Linked DNA regions of Mus musculus: all the other regions are linked to region 3. Evidence: chromatin contacts called from public HiChIP or PLAC-seq and promoter capture Hi-C data. All regions are on one chromosome and are shown on one strand. Each heading gives the region's core, a stretch centred on a gene start, on an enhancer-like site or on the middle of the called end of the contact. The rest is flanking DNA. Distances are from core to core; before and after follow the strand shown.

Region 1 (6,152 bases), core at 3,406-5,905, 140 kb after region 3:
GAATCTGATGGACCGCAGTAACTCAGATTGTATTTTCAGCTGCAGTTTGTTTGTTTGTTTGTTTGTTTGTTTATTTATTTATTGGTTCTTCGAGACAGGGTTTCTCTGTATAGCCCTGGCTGTCCTGGAACTCACTTTGTAGACCAGGCTGGCCTTGAACTCAGAAATCCGCCTGCTTCTGCCTCCCGAGTGCTGGCATTAAAGGCATGCGCCATCACGCCCAGCAGCTGCAGGGTTTTGAAACTGGAACTACAAAAGGAACAGAGTCAGTCCCAAATGAAAGCTGAAGTTGGTACAGACACAGCATTAGACTCATGCATATCAAAGAAAATAAAATCGACCATATGATGGAAATCTTAAAAAAATGTGCAAAAATATGTGAGGGTTGCGAAAAACTCACTGAGTAGATACGAAAACATTAAGCAGTTGTGAGTGATCTCTGATGTTAGTGATAATGTCAATATGCAAAAATATTTTACGGTATGTTTGGTAAGCTGTGCTGTGAATAGTAATCTACACATTGGAGAGATTTTTAAAGTAGATTTTAAAAGTAAGTCTACTTTAAAAATAACTAACAAAGGAAACATTCTAAATCGCAGGGCTAGAGTGTGTCTTCACGGGTTCTCCTACTGAGGCCAAGTCACTGTATTCTGATACACACCCTTTGTCCTTAGTTTGCACTGCTCACATGGGGTGGAGGGTATTTCTTAGGCTCGTAGTGATGTGTGACTTGTCTGTCTTCCCTGCCAGACTCTGATGATTTAGGAATCTCTTTTGAGCACATTTTTGCCTTTTGTGTGGAAGGCAGAAACATAGCAGACGGATTGACATAGATGACGGTCAAGTGGGCATTGGCATTCTATACACTTGTGGGATGGAATGTTGTCTCAGATCATATGGAACAGGGCATTCAAGTATTACAGATGGGCTTTGAACCTCTGCTCACTGCTCACTTTTCCATCTGGGGTTCTAGACAGGCTACTTGGACATCTTAGTTAGGTTTTTGTTGCTGTGATGGAACACCATGATCAAAGCAACTTGGGGGTGGGGGAAGGGTTCATTTGCATTATGCTTCCACATCATGGTTTGTCCATAAAGGAAGCCATGACAGGACCTCAAACAGGGCAGGAACTTGGGGGCAGGAACTAATACTATAGAAGCCATGGAGCGCTGCAGCCTACTGGCTTGCTTCTCATGGCTTGCTCAGCCTGCTTTCTTATAGAACCCAGGACCATCAGCCCAGGGATAGCAGCACCCACAATGGACCACCCCCAACCCCCTCTCCATCAATCACTAATTAAGAAAATGCCCTCAGCTGGATCTTATGGAGGCATTTTCTCAATTGAGATTCCCTCTTTTCAGATAACTCTAGCTTGTGTCAGGTTGATATAAAACTAGCCAGCACATTGACTTTCTAAACTTTGGTCCTTTCCTCTATTAAAAGAAAGTCACCATATCATTTTACCCCTCTGATCATATTCAATGCTATTAAGCAATTGCTAGATGCTAAGTTTTGTTTGAAGTCCTTTGCTTATGTGCACATATCCATCTCAAAATTAAAAGTAAGAAAACTATTTTTTTCTTTTTTTTTCGTATTTCTTTCCTCTTCTTAAGAAAACTATTTTTAAAAAGAATTTGTAAGAGGTTGGGCTGTAGTGCAGAGGGAGAACAGATGCTTAGCATACATGAAGTCCTGGGTTCAGTTTAAGCACTGAAGAAAAAAAAAGATGGACATTGAGTGACCACACCATCCTTGATGGCTGAGGACATGCTGTCTTGTATACAGAAGTGGATTCAGAGATTTGAAATGATGCAAGCAGGATAGTAGAAACTAGAAGGTATCCCTCAACGTATTTTGTTTAGAGGCCTGCAAATCTAATAATAATATTGTGTAAGAGTTGATAATTTAAGCAAATCCTAAGAACAGGCCTATAATCCCAGCTCATTGGTAGTTGAGATAGGAATGTCTCAAGTTCAAGGCTAGCCTGGGCAATTGAGGGAGACCCTGCCTTGAAACAAAGATCTAAAAAAAAAGGTGTAGGGCTTAAGGCCAGTGTTCTTGAGTAGCCTGTGTGACGCCCCAGGCCCCAGCATTGAGAAACACAACAACTATGAAGACGACAACAACGATGACAACCACCACCAGTATGGACTTTGGCAGATGTAGCCAGTATCTGTCCTCATTAAATGCTCATAAAGCCAAATGCAGAAAATTATAAATTCTGGGGGGCAATTAAAAATACTCACAAGTGTCAATTGCAGTTTGCCCCTGCATGCTCAGTGGGCCTCTGCGGAAGCGCAGTGAGGGACCCAGTAGAGAGCGAAGCCCCCTTCCTCAACCTCCACCTCTTTTGAACTCTGCCCTATGCAACGGCAGGTTACAGGGCGCTCTCGTTTGTTTGTTTGTTTTTGTTTTTTGAGACAGGGTTTCTCTGTGTAGTCCTGGCTGTCCTGGAACTCACTCTGTAGACCAGGCTGGCCTCGAACTCAGCAATCTGCCTGTCTCTGCCTCCCAAGTACTGGAATTACAGGCATGCGCCACCACTGCCCGGCTCAGGGCGCTGTCTGTATCTGTTGTCTCTGAGGACTCAACCAACTGTGATTCATACTATTTGAAAACAAATCCAAAAGCCCAAAGGATCTATTTGTATCTGTATGAAACATACATAGGATACTTTTAGTGTGTCTATCCCCTAAGCGATACAGTACAGCTTCTGGACACACATTGAATGAGGTGTTCTAAGCTCTCCAGCGGTGACTAAAAGTGTGTGGAACATCCTGGGCAAATACAATGTCATTTTATATAAGACACTTGAGCATCGTGGAATTTTTATCTACAAGAGGGGCCTGGAATGCATCCCTCATGGACACCCTGGGAGGAAGATATTCCCATCATTTGAAGTCAGAATTTAAAAGCTTTAGAAATGTGCTTGAGTTTAAGTTTCTATAATTAAGTACCAGGCAGAGCTAGGATTTAAACGTCTACTGTCTAGAGTTTCCCACTACTGTATGCTGCCTTATGCCTTTTCACGACCTGGAACTTAAAAGAGAGTTGGGTTTATCTTCAACTTTACCACTGACCTTCTCAATCACCCATGACCATGAGTGCTCAGTCCTGTCCAGTCTCTTCTGCTTTTTTTTTTTTTTTTTTTTTTTAATTATCTGAAGGATGCTCTTCTGCAGTTGGCCAGTTTCTCAGACTACAGGGAGAGGGCTCAAAAGATAGGTAACTCAGGGTCTTCCCTAGGTCTGCGGGTTCAAGGCTAACTTTAACACAGACTGTGCTTAATGACCTGAAAATGGCTGTAAGTAATATTTGTGGATGTATCTTTGACCACAGGCTGAAGTGATATGAACCTAAGTTGATAGAGAAGGAAATTGAACTTCTGGATACTAAAGTTCGGGAGGGAACTAGTTGAAGAATTGAGCGTGCTTGCTTCTGTTTGTTTTACCGCTGAGAAGTTTGGCGTGTGAGGCAAGCCTGAACCGGCTTATCAATGGTGTTCCCTCGTGCTTGGCTTTCCTTACATGCAGTGACATTCCAAGACATGGCGACTGCGGTGAGGCTTAGGGAAACAACATGGGTGCAGTAACCAGCACCCGTATGGAGGTTCATAACTTCCTGTCATTTCAACTCTAGGGGGATGAGATGCCTGCTTCTGGCCTCTCTGTGAACTTAGCATCACATGGTGCATGTGCACACACACACACACACACACACACACACGCACGCACGCACGCACGCACGCACGCATGCACACATAAAACAAACCTTCAAAATGCGGTCTTGACTGATGACTTTTTTTTTTTTTTTTTTTTTTTTTTATTGTATAAGGTGAATTGACCATCATAGCCATTCTGAGGTGTTGTAGAATCAGGGACACTTAGGTTGTTGACCACCACCACGTCCTTTCAGAAGTTTGTCATTGTCAAACTGAAACTCACTCCAATCAACACTAGTTTCTCTCTCCCCTTCCCCCATGCCCTGGCCACCTCACTCTGCTTTCTGTCTGTATGGATCTGACTACTCTTGGTCGGTACCCCACATAAGTGACACAGTCGTGGTCTTTTGGGGACTGGCTTGCTTCATTCAGTCAGCATCATCGAGAGTTGAGCACACATTGGATATGCCTTTTTCCAAAATAAAATAGTGCTTCATTGCATGTGCTTTGAACCCCTCCATCTGTCAGAATGGATGTGAGTAGCTTCCACCTACTGGCTGCCTCTTGTGTATGATGTTGCCATGAACACAGATGTGTGTGTATCCTCTCAGATCCCTACTTTCCGTCTTCCCTTCTCACGTACGTGTTCTTTGTCACCATAAACACTGAGAGTTCATACTCTTCTTTCTTTGCAGAACAGCATTTTAGGATCCTCTTTTTTTTTTTTTTTGTCCTAGAGATAAGATGTACAAACAGCCAAGTGTGTCTGGGACCATGTTGCTGGCAATAAGTGTGTGCAGAAATCAACTTTGCTTTGTGTTTTCAATTGTGTTTTTAAATCACGACAGTATTTGCGACTCCATCTAGGCGCATTGAGCAGTTGGTCTTTCTGGCCAACAAACAGGTGGTTTCTTCTTGGAGGCTGTGCAGAAGGCCGTGGCCCATGACTCTGCAGTGGGGGCTCCTGCCAGCTCCTCTGTGGCTTCATAATGCTCTGCACATGTTCCCTTGAGCTGACACCTGCCCACCCCATCAGCCCCTGTCATTTCCTTCCCTGTGTTTCAGATTGAGCTTTCAAAGCCCGGAGCAGCTGCTTAGCCAAGAAGTCATTTAGAAAATGGAAATAAACCACCCAGTACCTCAAGAAAGCTCCTTCTCTGAATCACATCAAAAAAAAAAAAAATGTCTTTACTCACATCTTGTTCATGATGCCCAGGAGGCCAAGGAACCATTCTACCCAAGGGTAGGTTTTGTGGGGACCTGCCTGGCAGTTCAGTTTTGTGGGGAGCCAACACACTCAGTTTGGTGGGGGTGGTCCTGTCTGCTTCATCCTGAAAAGTTCATTCTGGGTCTTGGGAGCCCTCAGACCCATTACCCTCACCCCCCACCCCCACTCCACCCTGTTAGAGCTCTCCTTTGCTAAGATCTTTCCTGTCCATAATCTCCTCCCTCAGAGATCTCTCCTCAAGAAGTTCCCCCTCAGAGATATCCTCCCTCCTCAGAGATATCCTCCCTCCTCAGAGATATACCTTCCTCAGGTCTTCTCCCTCAGTGATCTCCTCCCTCAGAGATCTCTAGAGGTCGCCCTTAGAGATCTCCTCACTCCTCAGAGATTTCCTCCCCTGTCAGAGATCTCCTCCTTCCTCAGATATCTCCCCCTTAGAGATCTCCTCCCCTGAGCCATCTCTTCCCCCTCAGAGATCTCCTCTCCCTCAGAGGTCTCCCCGACATAGAACGTCCCCTCAGAGAGTTCTTCCTCAGGCGACAGTCTCTATTAAAGGGTTGTTTCTTTGTGTGAGTCTCAAATTTGTCTTCAGTTTAAATCAAACAAATTAATAATGGAATGGATGGGATGAATTTTGATCTCTCAGTCTCTCTTTCTTAAGGAGCATTGATGAGCCCCTTACTAGTACATGATTAGCCAAGTGTGTGGAGGGCTCCTGGTAGGATTCTCTAGGAAGGGAAGGGAGGTATCATGGGTATAACATGTGGGTTAGAGCAGTGGCGAGAGGGTGCAGCGACACCATTCTGGGTCGCTTGCTCAGACCATCTACCCTACAGCCCAGGGGAGGCTTTTATTGCCTCCCCTCCCTACAGGGCAACAGTCCCAAGCCTCACTTCTCAGTTGTGCTGCTGTTTGGAATCATGGGTATAAAAGGATTGCAGCCTTCTCTCTCTATCTGGTACACAGTTCTCTCCACCTTTTATACACCTCTGAAAAACTTGAGTATTGGGAGAGATGGCTTAGTAGTTGAGAGTACTAGCTGCTCCTCCAGAGGACCCAGCTTCAATTCCCATCACCCAAATGGCAGATCACAACTCTCTGTAACACCTGCTGTAGCACCTCTGTAACACACCTGAAGGACATCTGACACCCTCAAAAAGACATGTATGCAGATACCCCCTTGCCCCCCAAATAACAAAAACCATGAGTAGCCAGGTGTATGGCCTTATCTCAGAACTTGGGAACTTGAGGCAGAGGCAGAGGCA
Region 2 (6,493 bases), core at 1,931-4,430, 240 kb after region 3:
GCACGGCTGAAGAAGTGAATTGAGAAACAATGAGTGAAGGGGACCGCTAGGTTCTGGAACCCCAGGTTGCCCCTGGATGACTTGGGACTGAAAACTTTGCCCTCTGCTCCCACCATGGCTGATTTTAGAGGAGGGGAGGAGCTGCCTAACTTGGAAGGGACTTAGCTTGGTTTTAGAGGAGGAGATGGAAAACAAGCAAGGCTGGGAGCAAAGGTTCGTGTAAATGAGTGTAAGCCAGAAGCAAGGTGGGAGCCACGTGTTCTGTGGGTGATTATCTAGCGCAAGCCCTGGGATGGGGTCAGGAGACATGATACTTAGAGGGAAAGAAGAAACGCACAGACAGGAAGGAGAGAGAGAAAATGGATGAGAACTACTGAAAGGAGCAGCACCTAGGAGCTGGAGTTGATTTGAGAGCAGTCTTTGTGCTGAAAGTCCTGGGACCCAGAAGCTGGCTGCTAAGACAAAGCTAGGGAAGAGGACTGACAGGCCTCTCAAGGAACAGGGCTCGGACGTGTGGCCTCCATGACCCCTAGCAGAGAGGCTCCAGCAAGTATGGGTCCATCCTCGAGGCTGGCGAGTTTACTGGGTAGGGGCCAAGTTTCAACCAAGCTGGACCCCCTTGCTCTCTGCAGAGGATGGAGCAAGAAGAAGAGGTTTACCCGGAACTGTGCCAGGCAAGCAGTCCCTGCCTTACACCTTAAGGGCCATGGGTTTCCTGCTTCTCTGGCTTTCTCAACGGAGTGGGCTGGTTTAGTGTGGTGTAGCGTTTGGCTTTCAAACGTTACTGAACAACTGGGCTGAGTCTGCACAGGATGTTTAGTGACACATTTACTTTGAGAAGTCAAAGTGTTACGAGTTTATGGGACTAGCTTTCAGTGGGTCCTGCAGGGACCAAGGTTACAGGAACATCGCTCACCAATTCAACCCTCAGGCTTTCTTCAATTTCTCTTTTTCAAAACCCCTTTCTTAGATTTCAAAGAAAGTGTATGTTAATGCTGACGGGCTTTCATGTGAGAAATGGTATATTTTTATGGAATGATTTAAAGAGAAGGAAAGGGCATCACAAATTCATGATTCATAGGAATGTCTATACAGCTTTCTAGGACGAAGCCAGCGACGACAGGTCTTCAGGAAAGCGAACGTTGAAGGAGCAGGCAAGAACGGTGTTCTTTAAGGGAATCTTCCAGCTGTCCTGTGATAGCTAGATTGTTGCCTTCCATCATGACCCACTTCTATGCACATGAGGAATGCTTTACCCAAACTGAGATGCACTGTTATTCTAACAAGCTTGCAAGAGTCCAGAGACTTAGCACAAAAATGATGTGGCGATCTGGAGAAATGGCTCAGCAGTTAATAGCACTGTACTGTTCTTGGATAGACCAAGGTTTAGTTCTCAAAACTACGACAGGCAGCTCACAACCGCGTATATCTCAAGCTCCAGGGGAGCTGATGCCTTCTTCTGGACTTTACAATCACTGGTACTCATGCTCACAGCTCCACACATAGACACAGACACAGATGCAAACAAAACATGCATACACACACACACACACACACACACAGAGAGAGAGAGAGAGAGAGAGAGAGAGAATCTAATAATAAATCTATTTTAAAAAAAGAAACTGGAAACTGCTCACTAATAACTTTTAAACATTCACTGTATGTTCAAATGACGATGTTTATGTTATGTTGGGTAAATAAAATATGTTTCTAAAATTGATTTCATCTGTTACTTTTTACTTTTAATGTGGCTACCAGCAAATTTAAAATCACAAGCATATGTGACTCGTACAGTTAGCCTTCTAACCTGTGGGCATCGAGAGATTCCACCACCTACTGATAAAAAAGATGCAGGGAAACAAAGTTGTCTGTTCGGAACACACCCAGACTTTTTGTGTGTGTCTTTATTCCCTCAACACAACAGGGCAGCAATTGTCTTTACATCACGTTCACTATCAAAAGGCATATTGGGATGATTTGAAGTTTAGAGGAGGCTGTATATATCTTATATGCAAATACCACTTCGTTTTATACTGTAAAACGTGGCCATAAGAGTTAGTTCATAGAAACAATTCCTTTCAGGTGTGAAGGCTGGCTGTGTTGGCTTTCCATTGGGCTAAACTGAATATGGGCATACAGTCCCATCAGCTTCTTGTGGAAAATTAAAATACACCAACTTTTTACATATTCAATGTGAACACGGCTACTCTAGCTGAGGACATTTTAAATGGTTTCTCAGTTTATAGATTTTTGGGTTTTTGTGGTTGATGTTATTGTTTGATTGTTTTTCTTGTAGTTTGGTTGTTTTTTTGGAAATGCTAGAATTTCTTTTGTCTCAGCAGGTGCCTATTTTATTTTATTTTATTTTATTTTATTTTATTTTATGGCCAAGATCTCGCTATGTAGCCCGAGTTGGCCAAAACCTCATAATCTTCCCACCTCAGCCCTCCAGGTCCTGGCTGCAAATTGTCCCCACCATGCCAGCCTCTAAAAGCAGAAGTTTAACTGGGACCCATCTGCATGGGAACTGAAGAGGGAGGCTGTAGGGTTGTAGGTCAGATATCTCTAGAGAAGAAAGATCCTGTCTTAACTCCCTTCTGCCACTTAAAGGACGAGCAGAGAAAAAGAGAAAAACCTTCTGTAAAGTGCAATGTCCTGAGACTGGTCTCTAAGGTCTGAGAAACCAAGTGCAAATGAATGTATTTTAATCCAGATTTCATTTTCTGAAAACTATGGCCCCTAAGATCCTAAGGGTCAGGAGCTCATGGAAGTTTAGAAAGGATGCTTAGAAAAGCTGTCCATGGGCCCCAAAGGCCGCTATGTCTCTGCACAGGCTGAACTGGAACTCAAAGGACAGCCTAACCTTTCCAGGAGCCCAAAGTGAGAGAGTCTTTGCTCCCTATGCAAGGGTAAGGCACTTAGTGACCAGGATACGGTGCACAGGTTGGAAGGATCCCTAAGCTCTGAGAGAGGGTACCTCCTACAGGGAAACAGCTCCGTCCCCCGTGGTTCGTTTTGCTAGACAGCAAATTATTTAAGCACATTCAACAGTCTTTGTGATCCGCTGTGACATCTGCCACAAGGAGACTCTAAAACTGAGGAAGTCAGCAGTTGGGACGGAAACTGCGGGTCAAGCTTTAACTCTGTGTGACATTCTTTCAGGGACTTTCTTCCCAGAAGAGCTTGAGTTAGGATCCTCCCCGGGGCTTCCCTCTGGTAAGGGTGTTAAGTCAAACTGCTGCTCTGCCTCTGCTGTAACTGTGGTCATCCAAAGGTAACTCACCCTACTTCTTTTGTTGTTTATAACATTTCACAGGGAGAGTTCTCAGCCCCGTTTCTCTCAGTTCTGACACCACAGTGCAACCCCCAAGCCCTGCTTTATTGTGGATCTTGTTTATTATACTTCAATAATAATGATGATGAAAATTTAGGCAAATTAGCCACTACTTTTTAATTAAATTTTTATTAGTGCTTTGAGATTTTTGAGTTTCATAACAATGTGTTTTGATCATAGTCATTCCCCTGTCCCACCGTCCTTTGCTATCTACTCAGTTTTGTGTCCTTAAAAAAAAAGGACAAGCCATAAGGACCAATTTGTGCTGCCCGAGATATTCTTGAAATATGATCTTCCACTGGGGTGTGGCTGACTTACCAAGATCTATGCTCTTAGAGACAACCATCTCTCCTCCTCCCAGTGGATAACAATTACCAGTGGCTTCGTGGCTTGGGGTGGGTTGGATGCCCAGTTCCCATCTCTGTACTAGGATTTGGTCTGGCTTGGGCTTGCATGGGTTTTGTGTGTACAGTCACAACCAGCACTGTGAGTGCATTTGTGCAGCTGTCTGCTGTGTCCAGAAGGTTCTTAACACACACGTACACACACACACACACACACACACACACACACACACTCATATATTTCCTTTACAACTAAACATTCTGCACTTTCATATTCTGTGCACTCTAGTTAGGTGTGAGTCATTGTATTAATTATCATCTATTGCAAATAGAAGTTTCTCAGATGAGGGTTGATCTATGGGATAAGTCAATGGGATTCAATTTAGTACTGTGCCCACTTAGCAGCATGATTGCAGTAGTTCTCCCTTAGGGCCTATGACCCGTCTAAGCACCATTCTTGGCCTAATAATGGTGTCAGGTAAGGGCTTCATCTTGTGGAGTGGGACTCAAATCCAACCAGGAAGTAGTTGTTTACTCCAGTGGTGTGTGTGCCACAACTCCGCCAGCAGTCATGTCTCGCTGGGCCAATCGTTAATGCAGTTGCCACTTATCTTGGGCAGAGCAGCACGGAGAGTGTTGGGTTATTGTGTGGGAGAAGAGGAGACATGATAGAGGTTTTTTTGTTCATTTGTTTCGGGAAAGATTTTATACTAAAGCGCAGAGACTTTAGATAAATGAAGGTAGTAAGACTGTTGCTGTTATGATCTTGAATGCCTCGCGGCTTCAGAAGGATGACACCAGGCCAAACAGTTCTACATGAGGTTTATTGGGAGAAAGAGGGGCAAGGTGGTGGCGGAAAGAGAAGGGGGGAGAGGGGGGGGGGGAGAAAGAGAGAGAGAGAGAGAAAAAGAGAGAGAGCGAGCAATCGGGGGCCTTTCTTTATATATGAGTGATGATGTAACACAGGTAAAGGTGGGAGGTGAGCCAAGTGGATTCTGGGAATATGGTGGCTGTTGTCTTGGCATCAGGCCTGCAGGCCCTGATTACGTGACATCACTGGTTTTGGAGGTCCTGATACCAACGGTTACACTCCTTTATGTTGTGATAGGTTTTTGTTGTTGTTGTTTTTTTAAATAATAAGTTGGTAAACAACAGAATTTAAGGCAACGAAGACAAAGACATCCAAGGGCAAAGTATCAGAAGATTCGATCATGGTGATGGCTTATTCCTCATAGATGGCTGTTTCTATGTGTTCTTAATCGGGGAGAGACAGACAGGCTCCTCAATTCTATTTATTTATTGTTTATGAATTTTGAGGGGCTTTAAAAGAGAAAATAAACACAAACAGAGCCTCTTGTAGTCCAGGCTGACTTCAACCTTACCCGATGGCCAAAGACAATCTTTAACTTCTGGTCCTTCAGCCTCTATCTCCTAGTGCTGGGATTACATGTTTACATCATTATATCCTGTGGTGTGTGTGTGTGTGTGTGTGTGTCCCCATCCTTTGAGACAGAATGTAGCCCAGCTGCCATCTAACACTTGATCTTGTTGCCTTCATTTCCTATGTGCTGGGGTCATAGGTATTTGCTACCATGTCTTTCAGACTCCTATTTAAAACTTAAAAATGAAATTATGTATGTGTGCACACACACACATGCACATACGTTTTGGCATTCTCAGAGGCTGAATCCAGGGTTACCCTCAAGCTGGACATGTGTGTTACCTGGCCCTTTAATTTTTTTTCTAAGATTATTATTGGTCCGCAGACGTTCAAGGGCCCTGTGATCCTACTGGATCTAGTTATGGCTGCAGGCGCCTCCTTTGCTGCTGAATATTTGGGTGCTCAGCTGTGCTAGGAAGTCCTTGATTCTTCCACTAGCTGTCACTGATAACGGACCAGAATCAGACCTTGCCAATTCATCCCCTTGAAAATTCTCTTTATAGTTCAGGCAGTAGAGTCAGGTTGTTAGGCCAAGGATCACTCTTAAGTTATATTCTTTAAGCGAGTTTTTCAGTCTTCCTAAGTCTTGTTCTAAACAGACACACACTCACAATCCAGAGCTGCGTGAGGATTAAAGAGAGATTATTCCACACAACTCCCTTAGCCTGGGGCTGGGCATTCTATAAATCATGGCTAAATTTATCTTTTTTTTTTTTTCTCCTGAAAACCTCTTGTGGTTTTTTCTATGGAATAGTATTCCTGAAGGGTGATCCTGGAGGGCTCTGCTTCCCTGGGAGCTGATGAGAAACATGGATTCTCCAGATCTCAGACTTACACAGCTAGACTCTTGGGCTGAAATCCACAAAGGTGTGCTCCAGGCTCTCTAGGCATCCCTGTGCAAGGAAACAGCCCAGGCTCCTGATCCCAGTTCCCTCCCATCTCCAAGATCTGCAGGCACACACCTAGCCCTCTCTTCCTGCTGCCCCACCTCATTCCTGGGACCAGTTTCTCTGAGGTGTGGGAAAAGACTGAGGTAGATTCTGAGCAAGGGCTGTTGACTCAGTACTTCCGGATGGATAGTCCCAGGGTGTGGAGGGTAGCGGGGCCCATCCCTGTCTACAGCACAGCCAACAGAAAAAGGAACTGAACGGAATCTCTGAGTATGCTTAAAGGGAGCCAAAGAGAATGTTCTGCAGGCATCTGGTTAGAGACAAGGGGGCAAGCCTGAGTCCCGAATAAAGACGGGACGTCTCATCTCTCGGGATGTCAGTTCAGTGGCCAGAGTGCTCCACCAGATTGCCCCTTTCTGTCCCTTAACAGCTCTCTGCAAGTCCCAGCTGTAGTACCTGGCTTCCTCCAGGGCTCTGCCGGGAA
Region 3 (6,947 bases), core at 2,081-4,580:
ACTGTGGTATGAGGGGCGTGCAGAAAAAGAAACAAAACGCCTGTCTGTTTCCTTCACTGAATCTGCATCTCTGTTTAGGCCTCAGTTCCAAATTACATATGGCTCTTCTCCAAAAACTTGGGGTTTGTATCATAACTCAGCACACGCTAAGGCATGAGCACCAACTAAGCACCAACAATCAGGGTAGGTGCTAGGGACAGGGGTGTGTGTGGGGGGGGGGGGGGGGGGTGATGTTCCTGAGGTGGGAAAACACTAGGGGGAGAGGGGAGGCTGTAAGGAGGACCTAACAGTCCCCAAAAGACAAGGTTTTGAGAAAAAAAAAATTAAGAAAGGATTTTAGCTGGAGACACAGCAGGAAGAACAACCCAGGTGAAAGAGAGACATTACTCAGAAGGGCAGTGGTTTAAAGCGGGGAGAGGCTACAGAACATACGTAGACGTAGAAGCAGCTGATGGAGGAAGGCCCTTGTGGGCCATGTGGAGACACTTGGATCTCTTCCTGTAGACACAAGGAGCCAAGGACTGTTTTGAGGCACGCAAGACAATGCACGCCACTCTGTGGACAACAGGGCAGGGCGAACAGCAGAAAGGAGGAACTGGGCACAGGAAATTAACTAAAGAGGCATTTGCAACACCCTTAAGGGGTTCTGCCCAATGTGGGGCCAGCCACGGAAGACAGTGGGGTGCCTGGCCTGGCTGCCTGAGGACACCAGATCTTTCTGGCCCCTTTCTAGATTGGCTTTCATTTTTTACAAGTACCTGCAGGGCGAGGTGCCTGAAGGGCCCAGCACTGGCAAAAGTTGTAAAAGTAGAAAGCTGGGAGTTGCCAGTTCATAGGATGAGGGCAGGAAAACACCCAAGTGCTGGATGCAACAGGACCCATCCCCGAGCAAGGTGTCTGCTCGGCCGTGGCACTGAGTCCCCTTAGCACAGCTGGTCCACTGGTGTGAGAGATAAAAGGTCCAGAGGCACACAACACAACAACTGGAAGCTCAGAGCATCACAGTCCTCCCTGTTCTGGAACACTGGCTCCCTTACTCTCCCCCCAGGACTCGGGGCCTTGTCTCCGGTCTGAGCGAGACACACTGAGCAGTGGAAGAGAAAAACCAGGGTAAGGCTGGAAGCAAGTGGTACTTGTGTCCCCCGACACTTCTAGACATTTCCAGCTGGGGTCCCATACAAACAAGCACTTCCTCTCTCCCCTCCATCCCTGGGCCCCCTCCTCGTTCCCTCCCCATCCTGTCTTGCCATGGGATAACCCACCTTTCTCTCTAGAGGCATCTGAGCCAAAGGCTCAGGAAAGCTGCCCTTGAATAAAAGATAGATGATTATGTAAGAATTGTACAAAAATCTGAGAAACAAAACGGAGAAAGACTGTGAGTGCCCAAAAGCATCAAGCAAGTAGGGGCTAGTTCAAACACTTAAAAAAAAAAGTTATGTACTCCACATAACTTACAAAATGAGGGAACCTGACAGAAGGGTGGCTGAAAACATGATGGCAGAGTTGAGCCATCTACAGGGGCAGCTTCCTGTCAGTGAACCAAGGTTGTTTTAGAAGCAGACGACTCCTGGGACTGTCTTAGTAACAGGGTTTTTCAAATCTACTTAACAGTCCGGCAGGCAACCATTGCTCCACCCTCAAACTGTCTGTGATACTTTGAACCTGCCAACAGAGCTCCCTTACGGGCATGTAATAAAGAGCTTACCTGCTGCTGTATGGAATTTCTCCACACAGAATACATGCGATATGGAGTGTAACCCCCTACCCCATCCCCTCTTGGTGGTACTCGTGATCTGTTTGAGGGCTCTGGACATACTCAGGGCAGAGCTGGGTCCTAAATCCTACTATTGAAAAGTAGATTTTTTTTTCTACCTTGGCTCCTGGATTTCTGAGACTGAATGGATAATCAAGTCTCCATTGCATGGGGGTGGAGGAGGCTGCCCTGACCACTATAGGAAGTGTAATGGCATCTCTTGTCCCTCTTGCTTAAAGGCTATAACGACCATCCCTTTGAAAAGTAAACCCTGAGCTTGGCTCCTGTCTTCCTCCTCAAGCCCATCCCCAAGTGAACCCCATTAAGAGGGATCTGCTTGTCCTGCCTGTCTGCTCCCCACACTGGAAGCAAAAGGTGCAGTCCCCACCCCACCCCCACTGAGAGAGAAACTTGTAGGTAAATTCAGCTAAAGGTAAAGGAACCAAGTTCTGGAAAGGAAATCTGGAGTGGATACCCGCAAGGCTTCCTGAACTCAAAATATACCACTCTCTTCCATTTATAGGTTTTTGACTTTCTGGAACATTCATTTTATCCTTCCCTACAATGCTTCCCTACAATGGGAGGTAGGAGAGGCGTGCGTGGATAACCGAATCCCCATCGGTAGCAGCAGCGGCAGCAGCGCAGCCAATGGGCTTTGTGCTTGTTTACTTCCCTCCTGCCTCCAAATTCAAGCGGAGAATTACTTCCAAAAGGGCCTGACCTTATTTTAAAGCACCACCACAGAAAGAGACACCCACGGTAAATATTAAATGCTAAGTCCTCAAAGCCAAACTTCCTCCAACCAGCATCAGCTTTCAGTGCTGGCCTGAAGTTAGGAATCAGGGGTCAGGATGGACCTCGCTGTAAATCCCTGTTGTTCTGAATGTAAACTTTAGAAGTTTTGCTAACAGTCTTCACAATCAGAGGCTGACACTTAGCCTAAAAAGCTAAGGGGGTGGGGGGGGGGAGAGGGTGTAAAAGCAACTCAACTACCTATCAACTGCTTTTGTAACAATCCTTCCCCAGTCTTGAAAAAGGGGGCGGGGGGTAAAAGGATGAAATACCAAGCAAGCTCAGGGGAAAAACAAATAGAGCATTTAAAAGCTTTATCTAATTACCCCCACGGAGACTTTTTCTCTTTCAGTCTGGCTGTCTGACAAAACCAGTGGGGGATTTCATTCTCCCTCTCCAGGTGAGCTGGTGAGTCCCTCTCCTCAAGGAGCCTGCAGGTGACTCGCCACAGAAGCAGCCAGTCCCTAGGCCCTGGCCTTCACAGAGGTTTTCAAATGCTCTCAGCACTAGTGGCCTGATTCACACAGAACAAACAGTCTCCGCCCTCCCACTGCTTTGTCTGAGGCACCTATTCACAAGCAGTCACCTTTACTGATGGGCAGACAGACTGGGTAGCCTGCAGCCTGCAGGCTCCTCGAACCAGGGATGCTAGCTCACAGCTCCCTGGACCCTCCTCCCTCCCCTCCTCCCTCCCCCTCTTCTTCAGCTGCCAACAAGCAGGGTGAAATCTCCAGGCATGCTCAGCTGCCCTTCAGACCTTGTTGGGCACCCAAGGGACGTGACAAGAGAGACCTTGAGAAAAGCTGGGCTGATGACACAGCCCAAGGAGACTAACTGCTAACTAGGGAAGGCTCCTCCCCATCTTCCTCATTCTTCTACCTCTGCAGTAAAGAAAACACCAGCAGCCAGGTTTCCCTTCCTTGGTCCGCTTGCCATGTGGGAGTGGGGGAAGTTAAAAGTAAATGATGCATTTCAGAAAGCACATCTTATACTTCCCTCCGGGTTCAGACGGTACACCTTTTACCTCGGATCTACCCCCACCCCCTACCCCTCACCCCTGGGCATGGAAACCACTCTCTGACCCCTGCATGCATTTCAAAGAGGTACTTGATTGCTCCCACCCTAGAAGCACAATCTAAATCTAAAAAAATTGAGGGGGTGGGGGGAAGAGAGAGAAAACCTATCAATCTTTTAATTACACTTGAATATAAAAATATGACTCAAGGAGGCCTGCTTGATAGGTCAGGAAAACACGCATAACCTTGAGGCAGGGAAGCTGCTGGCTTTGCAGCGGGCCTGCCACCCAACAGAAGGGAGGGTTTCCAGCCACCAGCTTGCATCTTTCATCATGAAAAACTTCAAAAACCTTGAAACACTAAGACAATACACAAGTCATAATACTTTTGCCTTCTAACATCTGTTCAGTCCTTCCAAATATATTCTAAACCTAGAGTACTTAAAAAAAAGATTATCTATGAGCTGGGTTGAACAGACAGAGCCAGGGAAGTAGGGTAACATGGACCAGGAACAGCCACATCCACAATCTAATCTAGGAGGAAAGAAAGCCATTGTCCTCTCATCAGGAGGGACTATATTGTAGTTACTATTGATACTATATTGCACTTCTATCTTTTGAATGCAAACGTTTAATAAAAATACAATGGCAAAACATCACTTTGTGGATTATGTAGAATTTCCAAAATAAACATAAAAATCCTTTATTAATGCAAAAGCAGGTGAAGTTATACGTGAATAACAAAAGGGAAGTTCTACCTCTTCACAGACAAGAAAGTCACCCCAGACAAGCTGCCATTTGACACCACAGCAAGGAGTCAAGAGAATACTGAGAGAATACTGAACTTCAATTAAAGACACTTACAAAAGGAAGATTATTTGAATATAATAACAAAAACAAAGACCAACTTTAACATACTACCTTCCTAGATCAAAGAACATGGAAGATTCAGAAATTAATTAAACCTAGTAGGTAATGTAAAACAGGGAAGGACTCCCTTTCAAAAAAGCTTCAGTTAATTTTAGCATCCTTCTGTTTAGCTGCTTAGCAACCCTTATCCTATGACCTTCTAAGCACCACCTACTTTTCAGAAGGATAATGAATAAAAACATCAAAAGAACCCACTTCTAGCTGCTTCTAGAGAGCCTGTTTAACCAATTTCTGTAAAAGTTTATATTAACTATGTCACGCAAAACCCTAAGAGGATAGAATTTTTTTTTCAACTTCATTAACCAGGAAATTTACTTAGCTGAAGCTGTTAAGAGATGTTAGAGTGGGCACACAATAGAAAGACAGACTTCCAAACTGACCTAGGAAGTGAACCAATACAGCAGCAGGTTAAAACAGAAAAGTGAAACAAACAAACAAACAAACAAACAAAAAGCAACCCAGAAGCTGTTTGCTAACAGCTGCTACCTAGTGCCTGACTTAGGGGCAGAAAAGCAATAAACAGCTGTTGATCAGATGAGGACTAACACACTGCATTCCCCTCCCCTTCCTACCTGTACTGGATGCAAATAATCTCTCTCAGATGGTTCTGTCTGAAGAAATCTAAAATAAAGGCCCCTTCCATCAAAAGGTCACTTGCTTGATGATGTAAATGGTTAGGAATGAATGCACCACCTGTAACCAGCTGAGTCAGGCAAACGTTCCCCATCACGTCCACGGCAAGGGTTATGCTGTCTGAGTTTCTGATGAGGAATAATGCGGTATCCAGGGAAACGGCCGAGAATAATATTCCATGTACCACTGAGCATCAACAGCATTTCTTAAGTGAGTAAAGCATTTCTTAAAAAACAAAACATGCTGAAAAGACAGCCAGCCATCTTACCGTAAAAGTATGTTGTAAGATGGAGACAGTGCAACTTAACCCAAAAATAAATGGAGAACGGGAAAATAATTAAATCAAAGTACCCCTCTCTCCCTTTCTTTTGTAAAAATTGGGGAGGGTTTTTTTTTCACACATTTAAAACTTGATTAGAGCCATTCAAATGTTTAATTCACTGTAACCAAATACATCAAAGGAAGACCCATCAGTAGGTACCCCAATGGGCAGAGGTAAAAACAAACAAACAGCAACTCTAAACCTCTAAAACGAGTCCACCCTTGCACGTGTTTTAAGAGTATACTGAACTCTTTCCGAAGAAACTATGGATTCTTTTAGGGCTTACGTACAGAATTTTCTTAAGAGTTTTAACCAAGACCTTAGCCTCCAACTCAGACTTCCGGGTTAAATTACAAACTATACCTGCCTGCTCATGAAAGCATCAAACCTAGAGGATGTTAAAAGCCATCAACACATTCTTTTCATGGCTGTTCTCATTTCTCCACCTTCCACTCCAATTATCTATTGCACAACAACTCGCACGCAGACACAGACCACCATATTATCTGAAAAAGGAATCTCACAACCAAGGGATGCACAAGCAACAAGTGAGCCTTTGCAGAATCATTTGCAAGAATACTTTGCCAACTCCCAACATCTTTATTTAACCAACTTTCTTCCCATAGGCTTTCACAAGGATATGCTTAGCTCTAACTCGAAAACGAGACCCAGTGTTGAGCAGTCTAACAATGGAAACCTGAGGGTAAGGTTTTCGACACCCCGACAAAAGTTGCTTTTTATTCACCCTGTATCGGTCTCCGCCACCACCACCACTACCAGCATCCCCCAAAGAAGAAAATCTCCTCCGAAATGCCCCGAATGAGTGCTGCTGCTGGCTCTGAAGCCGTGTAGAATTTCGTAATGGAATGTGAACTGCTCGTCCGGATCTGGGCTCACGTTCTATCTCTTAACCAGTAAGGAACGAGGGAGGGCAAATCTGCTGAGCAAGGAAAAATAACTTTCCTCCTCTTTTATAACCCATCACGGATGCACCGCGGACGAGGGCAGCTAGCAACACGCGGCGCCTGTCAAGCGGTCGAGCCCGAGCCCAGTGGGGTCCCCACGCCCCTAGACCTCGGCCGGCTGCCCGCAGGCACCGTAGCCGCGCCCCGCACTCACCCCGGGCCAGAGAGCGGGTCACATCCTCGATGCGACCCTAGCCCTGTACAGAAAACACACCGCCTCCCAGGGAGGGGGCCGGCGACGGGAAGGACCTCCCCTGCTCCTTAGCAACCATTAAGGTCGCAGTTTCCTAAGAGACCGCGAACGGGGAGGGGGCGCGGGGAGCTGGGCCTGATGGGGGGGCCCGTGCCTCTCGAAGTCGTCGGTGCCCCCTCCCCGGGGGACACCGGCTTCCCCCAACCCCCTCTTTCGGCTGGGCAGGCCGGGGTGTGAGGAAAAAGCGAAGCCTCAGAACTCCAGAAAAATTGGTCCAGCGGGTGGCGGACAAAAGTTTCCGAGCGCGCTCCACAGCTGGGCGGTGGGGCGGGCGCCGGCCCCGC
Region 4 (6,592 bases), core at 903-3,402, 210 kb after region 3:
ACGAAGAGCCTTGAAGTCCAAGGCTTTAACACCCCAGGGCGGCTCCACCCACATTGTCCGTGTTAGTTGATGGCATGAATTAGCTGGTGGTTTGTTACATTTAATTAGAAAGTAGATGCTAGAAACTGGTCTCTCTGTCTCTCTCTCTCTCTCTGTGTGTGTGTTTCTGTGTGTATATTTCTCTGTGTGCATCTCTGTGTGTATATCTCTGTGTGTCTATGTGTGTGCATCTCTCTATATGTGTTGATTTCTGTGTGTCTCTCTGTAGTGTCTGTGTATCTATCTATGTATGTGTGTGTGATTATCTCTCTCTGTGTGTGTCTGTGAATGTCTGTATCTCTATGTGTGGTTATCTGTGTATGTCTGCGTGTATTTTTATGTGTGTATCTATCTGTGTGTGCATGTGTGGTGTATGTGTGTCTATCAGTGTGGTGTGTGTGTCTGTGTGTATATGTATCTATCTCTCTGTCTCTGTGGTGTGTGTATATCTGTGAATGTCTGATCATTCCTACACCTTGAATGTTGTCCTGTCCAGGGGATAATAATCTTTCTCTAGTGTGCACTGCCTCAAGAGGACACTGTGGCTATGCTAAACTCTAAGCCTAACCAGGCTTCAAGTAGAAAAAGAAGTCTTGAGCCTGTCTCTCTCTCTTCATGTGACAGTGAGGAGAGCTGGCTCTGTCTGGCTCTGTGAGTGATTTTTTGGCTTGAGGCCACCATAGTTATATCTGCCCTGGTCCAGGGTCTCCTTCAGGTAGCTGCTATCTGCTATCTCTAGTCATCATGGTTCAGGTTTATCATCCTGTTTTATGTGATGGAAGAGGGAGTGTGAGAGGACCTAACAAGAGGATGGGCCTGTGTAGCCCAAGGAAGAGAACTGTTTGTGACCTGGTATGCCATCAAAGCATGGCTGGCTCATAAAGTCTAAGTCTGAGTGACTCAAGCTTATTGCCTATTATATTTAGATGCCCAGAATGGTACCCTGTCACTCCTGTCCTCACACAGCAGCTGCGTGCTGGCCTTGGGCTACGTCTTTCTCATGTAGTGTCCTGGCTGACTTAGCAGGAGTATGCTGGCTAGAGTACTTTCACAAAGCGTGCCCACCGTGCACTATCTGCAAAGTATCAGCCTGCACTGTCAAAAGATCACACTTTGATGCTCTGAGGTCAGCCTGGTGACTTTGAAACCGTCCCATCCAATACCACTCCAGCTTTGCTGATGGTCAAACCGGTTCCCATCACCCATCACCATCTTTTTTTGTTTTTTGGTTTTTTTTTGGTTTTTCGAGACAGGGTTTCTCTGTATAGCCCTGGCTGTCCTGGAACTAACTTTGTAGACCAGGCTGGCCTGGAACTCAGAAATCCGCCTGCCTCTGCCTCCCAAGTGCTGGGATTAAAGGCGTGCGCCACCACGCCCGGCTCACCCATCACCATGTTGACCATTCTGGAAGTTTCTATGTACGAACAGGAAACATATAATCCAGGTGGAAGAGAGGGAGGGGCCACAGTTCCAGGAGCTCAGTTTTCTTCCTGTTTCCTGATTTTGGATGAGTTACCAAAAGCCAGTGGAAGGCATCTGCAACTCTTTTTAATGATATAGAAACCAGGCTAGGCCCTGCCACCTCTATAGCACATGGTGACCTACTGTGGTCAAATGTGGAATATTGCAGAAAGAGCTCAGGGCTTGGTCCATCTAGTCCCAAACCAGTGCAGACTCAGCAGAAGCGAGTAGGAGATTAGAACTGGAGTGACCTGGGTTTGCTGGCGGCGGGGTGGGGGTAGGGAGAGGAAAGGGTAAATTTTCGAATTTTCTAAGATGCTGGGTCAGCTCCCAGCCTATCTGGGATGTAGCCTGCAGAGAAGGCTGGGTGATGAAGGAGGCCATCTGGCTGTCAGGCTAGTATAGACATGGGGTGACCTTGGGTCTGTCTGCTTGTCAGCCTGGAGGAAAAGGAGGGGGAAGAGGAGGAGGAAGAGGAAGAAGAGGGGAAGGCCAAAGAGCCATTGGCCAATGAGGGCTATGTGTGTGAAAAGGGACTTTGGGGTTGGATTTGTCTGTCACGAAGGCAGGGCTCCCTTTGTTCTGTGCTGTGCAGATCCAAGGTGAGCAGCCAGCCGGCCTCACTCCTCCTGTGGGTGTATTTTAAGCTCTCAGAGCGCTGGTACTCTGTACCCTTGTGGACTTACTGTCTGCGTGGGAGCCTGGGCTCCTCTTGCTTCCCCACAAGGCAAGGTCACTCCAGGCTGGTGGTTTGTGCAATCCTGAAGTTTGACTGTGGGACAAAAGTCACAAGTCCTCTAGTAGCTCTCATGATACCTGCTCTGAAAAGTCCCTAGCTGGTGGAGACTGGTGCCATCCTGTCCAGTCCTCAGCTGTCAGCTCAGTGTGGGGGGGGACACACACAGGACTGTCTGTCATCCGGCCAGGCTGTGGCCACAGCTGTGGTACTGGAGGGCTCCTGAGGTGGGAACCTGTACAGGGTGGCACAAAGCACGAAGCATCGGCTCAGACCTCCTGGCAGGAGCCTGTGAGTCTCTCTGCTCACTTGCATAACACTTCCTGTGTGTGTTTCCTCAGTCTCAGCAACGGTCAGGTCAGCAAGTGACCTTTAAAACCACTGAGAAGCCGCCACTTTCGGAGGCCAGGCTGTCACAGAGCCACCCCTTCCTGCCACCCTTCTTCCTGCTAGGGCAGCTGCACACTAGAGGGCCGATGAAAGAAAAAAACAAAACAAAACAAAACAAAACAAAACAAAACAAAACAAAACAAAACAAAACTTAAAGTTTTAGGCCAAACATGGTGATCCTAACCTGAAATCCTGGCATCAGGGGACAGGGAGGAAGAGAAGGAGGAGGAGGAGAAGAAGGAGGAGGAGGAGGAAGAGGAGGAGGAGGAAGAGGAAGAGGAGGAAGAGGAAGAGGAAGAGGGGGAAGAAGAGGAGGAGGAAGAGGAGGAGGAGGAAGAGGAGGAGGCATTTGAAGCCAGCCTAGGCCACAGAGGAAGCTGTCTTTAAAAAAAGCAGTATTTGTGTGTGTGTGTATGTGTGTGTGTGTGTGTGCACGTGCGTGTGTGTGTGTGTTGTGTGTGTATGTGTTGTGTGAGTATGTGAATGAGCGAATGTATGTTGTATGTATATGTGAGTGTGCATGAGTGAGTGTATGTTGTGTGTGTGTGACACTCTCTATCCATTCATCCATCAGCAGGTACCTAGGCTGACTGCATCTATAGTTCAGCTCCCTTGAATTGTGCATTTGTGTGATTGCACACGTGAAAGTCAGAGGACAACCCCAGGTGTCCTGTCACACCTACACCTCAAGAGTTGCTTACCTTGATTTTTTTGTTTTTGTTTTAGGTTTTGTTGTTGTTGTGTTTATTTGTTTTTGTGTTTTAACACGGGGTCTTGCTATGGAGCTTTGGCTGGCTTGGAACTTGCTGTATGAAGCAGGCTGGTCTAGAATTCAGAGATCTGCCTGCAGGTGCTTCCCAAGTGCTGGGGTTACAGGCGTAAACCAGTATGCCTGGCTGCTTCCCTTGTGTTTAGATATAAGCTCTTCCCTGGATCCAGGGTCTCCCTGACTCTACTGATCAGAATGGCCGGCCAGTGAGCTGCAGGCTACACCCCTCTCCTTGTGCAATGCACTGGAATCACAGGTGCATAGAGTAATACCCGTTTTATTTTTATTTTTAAGGTTTCTTTTTTTTACTTTCGAGTGTCTCTCTTGTGTCTCTCATAGTGTCCACAGATGCCAGAAGGCAGCCTTGGATCCACTGAAGCCGGAGTTACAGGCGGTAGTGAGGCCTCTGGCGTGGGTTTTGGGAACTGAACTCAGGTCCTCTGGAAGAGCAGCAGGCTCTCTAACCTCAGAGCCCTTTCTTCAGGCCCCATGCTCAGCTTTGATTTGATGTGGGTGCTGGGGATCAAATCTGGGTCTTCATGCTTAGGAGGAAACGGTTTACCGTCCGAACCATCGGCCTAGGCCCATGTGCATTTTATTTTTATTTGCTCATTTTTAATCTTTTAAAATCACATTTATTCATTCATTGCATGTGTGTATATGACTCGTGCATGTGAGAAGGACAGAGGGCAACCTGTAGGGACCAGTTCTCACCTTCTACTATGTGGGCACCCGGACCGGGAATCGAACTCGTGTTCTCAGGCTTGCCTGCAAAGCCTTTCTACCCACTAAGCTGTATCAAGCACCCCACTCACTCACTTTTGAATTTCACTTTCCCCTCTCTATTTTAAAATTCATTATATTATTGTTCACTTTAAAATTTTACATACATTTGAGCCTTATTTTTTTTTCTATTCCAAGAAAATTATTTTTATTTATTTAGAACCTACTGAGCATTTGGCTGCCAACTGGACAATTTCAATTTCCACGACTTCTATGCTATTATTTAATATTTTATTCTGCATCATTTTAAAATTTTACTTTATTGTAGTGTGTTTACATGAAAATAATGGTAACTTTTAAAAAATGTATCTTATATTTCATCCCAGTGGCCATATGCCACTTTCGGCTCCGTGAAGACCCGGGATTTCTATTTTCCAGTTTCACATCACTCATCCAGAGATGCAAAGGCTTTGCAGCGCCCACCTCACATGCCTGGCTCTGGTATTTTCTACTTTCTTTTGCAGCGGGAAGCTCTGTCTTTATGTGTTCTCTATGACTTGGAGAAGATTCCAGTGACAGGGGAAAAGCGCAGTGACAGAAGCATGGCAGAGCAGCTGTGACTACCCAAGGAACCCCTCGAGATTGGCCCTGCTGAGTTCCCCCACAGAAGGAGAGTCTGAGGGGGCACCTGAGTCTCTGACTTCAGAGTCCAGTCCTCTCTCCCTCTCCCACTCCCTTTCAGCTGCTTGTAATCTGCACTAACTGCCCATGGTCTGGTTGTAGAGAAGAAAGGTTAACAAGATGTGACTCTATTCATACAGCTAGGGGGAAATGGTCACCCATGCTTAGGGGAGGCTGTCCAGTGACTGTGGGACTTACAGGTGACTGGAACTGGCTGTGGCTAGAAGCCCCAGGGCAGCCTGTCTACAAGATGGAGTGTCAGATGATGGCAACACATACCTACAGACCAATGCACAAAGACATTGGTAGTGTTATTCTCAAACCGAGGCCTAAAGTCTGAGAATTTGGGGGACTGTGCTGAAAGTTTTAGGATCCAAAGTCACAGAGCCTGGAATCTGCTGTATGAGGCAGCAGATTCAGACACTGACAGCTGTGAGGGAGAGGCCAGCTCTCCTCTCTCCTGGTGGAGGCAGCCCCAGCAGAGTGAGAGTGTGTGCCCACAGTCCACCCACGTGTACACTCAGTCCTCTGGCAACAGCTTTGTCCCAAATGCTCCTTAATCCACTGAAATGAGTCCCCCAGCAGACAGTGGATCATGCTGACCCCAATTCTAAAGGCATGGTGTGTCTAGCTTGCAGAAGGCCTTAGAGTGTGTTTTACCCTCGGAACAAGCAACTGCTTCTCTCAGCAGCCGGTTCTGGCTCCCAAGAGTGTCTGTCACGAGTCTTCCCATTGCTGAGCAGACCTCCAGCAGTCAGTATTGATGAGAATCAGGTCCCTAGTGGGTTTTGTTTTTGTTTTTGTTTTTGTTTTTTTTGGGGGGGTAGCTGTTTGGTGTCACTGTGGATACAACATGCCTCCAAACTGGCATTCCATTTAGCCATGGGACGAGCTACCTGGTTCTCTGTCACTTGGGCCGCAGGGTGCTTCATAAAGTATCACTTGGACCTGCCCTGCTTTGAGCCTGGATGGAAAGCTTAGATACAGCATAGAGTTGCGGTGAGGAGGTGGGGGATAGGCAGTTTGCTTCTGGGTGGACTAAGGGTGGCAGCCGCCATTGAGGGATGGAGCCCAAGCCCAGAGGTTCAAGGAGAGAAGAGGTGAATGCAGAGTTTGAAGATTCCTTGTCAAGGCCTGAAGATGACCTTGTGTGTGTGTGTGTGGGGGGGGGTGACCTGGGTGGGTGCTTTGTGTTGACCAAGGCCTAACACACTGAGTTATGAGATGAGAAGCAGAGACGCAGATGTGCAGAGCCCAGAGGTCATCAGAGACACGTTAGACACAGGCTGCCAGGCATCAGAGGGAGGGAACAGTCTTTAGATCCCACAGGCCAGGGTAGGGAGGCTGAAGAAGCACCCCAACAGTACTGGGAAGAGGGGTGCCGGGCTGTACTGGGGCTCTCTGCATACAGTTGATCTGAATCCTGGGTCTGAGCCATCTCCAGGTGGGAACCTCTCTGAATAACAGGCTGATGACGTCAGCCGCCTGGTGGAGTGCAAGCCCAGCATCCGATGCCTCTTTTCTCCAAGGGCGCAGTGGAGGGAGGAAGGCTGCACAAAGGCCCGGTGTGCTCAGGACCACTTTCCCAGCTCCTTTACAGAGCTCCATCCCACTCTGAGACAACACACACTTGTGCTGTTTACCCTTGCGGTGGAATCTGCCACAGGCATCCGGAGACACACAACTTTCGCCTCCTTCTTAGTACCAGTAACCTATATTTTTAGCATGCCTTTCTGGAACCAGAGCCTCTTTTCCCAGACTCTGCAAAACTAGGTGTGTCCATGGGGTAAAAC

What was found. HiChIP or PLAC-seq counts read pairs in DNA pulled down with a chosen protein or histone mark. Capture Hi-C pulls out chosen DNA fragments and counts their contacts.
Region 1: a contact with region 3 is called in a RAD21 HiChIP or PLAC-seq map of pro-B cells, with 4 times the contacts expected there. The contact joins two enhancer-like sites. A contact is called at or near these places in 1 of 15 datasets of contacts at CTCF or cohesin (pro-B cells), 13 of 484 Hi-C or Micro-C datasets (the P5424 cell line, Th1 cells, bone marrow-derived dendritic cells and 10 more), 9 of 115 datasets of contacts at active chromatin or transcription factors (CD8 T cells, DN3 thymocytes, the SCID.adh cell line and 6 more) and 1 of 9 other capture datasets (embryonic stem cells).
Region 2: a contact with region 3 is called in a promoter capture Hi-C map of liver. The contact joins two enhancer-like sites. A contact is called at or near these places in 1 of 39 promoter capture datasets (the SN4741 cell line), 7 of 484 Hi-C or Micro-C datasets (the HL-1 cell line, the HPC-7 cell line, beige adipocytes and 3 more), 8 of 115 datasets of contacts at active chromatin or transcription factors (DN3 thymocytes, acute myeloid leukemia, bone marrow-derived macrophages and 5 more) and 3 of 9 other capture datasets (adipose tissue, embryonic stem cells and liver).
Region 4: an H3K4me3 HiChIP or PLAC-seq map of pro-B cells shows a contact between it and region 3, with 4 times the contacts expected there. The contact joins two enhancer-like sites. A contact is called at or near these places in 7 of 484 Hi-C or Micro-C datasets (bone marrow-derived macrophages, brown adipocytes, cardiomyocytes and 3 more), 15 of 115 datasets of contacts at active chromatin or transcription factors (bone marrow-derived macrophages, cardiomyocytes, craniofacial prominence and 11 more) and 1 of 9 other capture datasets (liver).

What each region holds. Positions count from the first base shown.
Region 1 is chr13:37,690,739-37,696,890 of GRCm38.p6, reverse strand. No RefSeq gene overlaps it. Among named protein-coding and RNA genes, the nearest start is that of AI463229, 26 kb to the right of the region's middle. Within about 2 kb of position 4,655, at least 38 of the 459 cell types and tissues checked have an H3K27ac peak or open chromatin away from gene starts, as enhancers often do. A contact at or near this core is called in pro-B cells, where this site is marked.
Region 2 is chr13:37,592,023-37,598,515 of GRCm38.p6, reverse strand. No RefSeq gene overlaps it. Among named protein-coding and RNA genes, the nearest start is that of Gm47754, 14 kb to the right of the region's middle. Within about 2 kb of position 3,180, at least 51 of the 459 cell types and tissues checked have an H3K27ac peak or open chromatin away from gene starts, as enhancers often do.
Region 3 is chr13:37,827,349-37,834,295 of GRCm38.p6, reverse strand. It overlaps a transcript of Rreb1 not described here. Among named protein-coding and RNA genes, the nearest start is that of Gm46411, 31 kb to the right of the region's middle. Within about 2 kb of position 3,330, at least 56 of the 459 cell types and tissues checked have an H3K27ac peak or open chromatin away from gene starts, as enhancers often do. A contact at or near this core is called in pro-B cells, where this site is marked.
Region 4 is chr13:37,615,936-37,622,527 of GRCm38.p6, reverse strand. It overlaps Gm40915 (a long non-coding RNA gene), which reads left to right. Exons shown (of 4, transcript XR_873251.2): 4 at 4,643-5,927. Among named protein-coding and RNA genes, the nearest start is that of Gm40915, 8.3 kb to the left of the region's middle. Within about 2 kb of position 2,152, at least 179 of the 459 cell types and tissues checked have an H3K27ac peak or open chromatin away from gene starts, as enhancers often do. A contact at or near this core is called in pro-B cells, where this site is marked.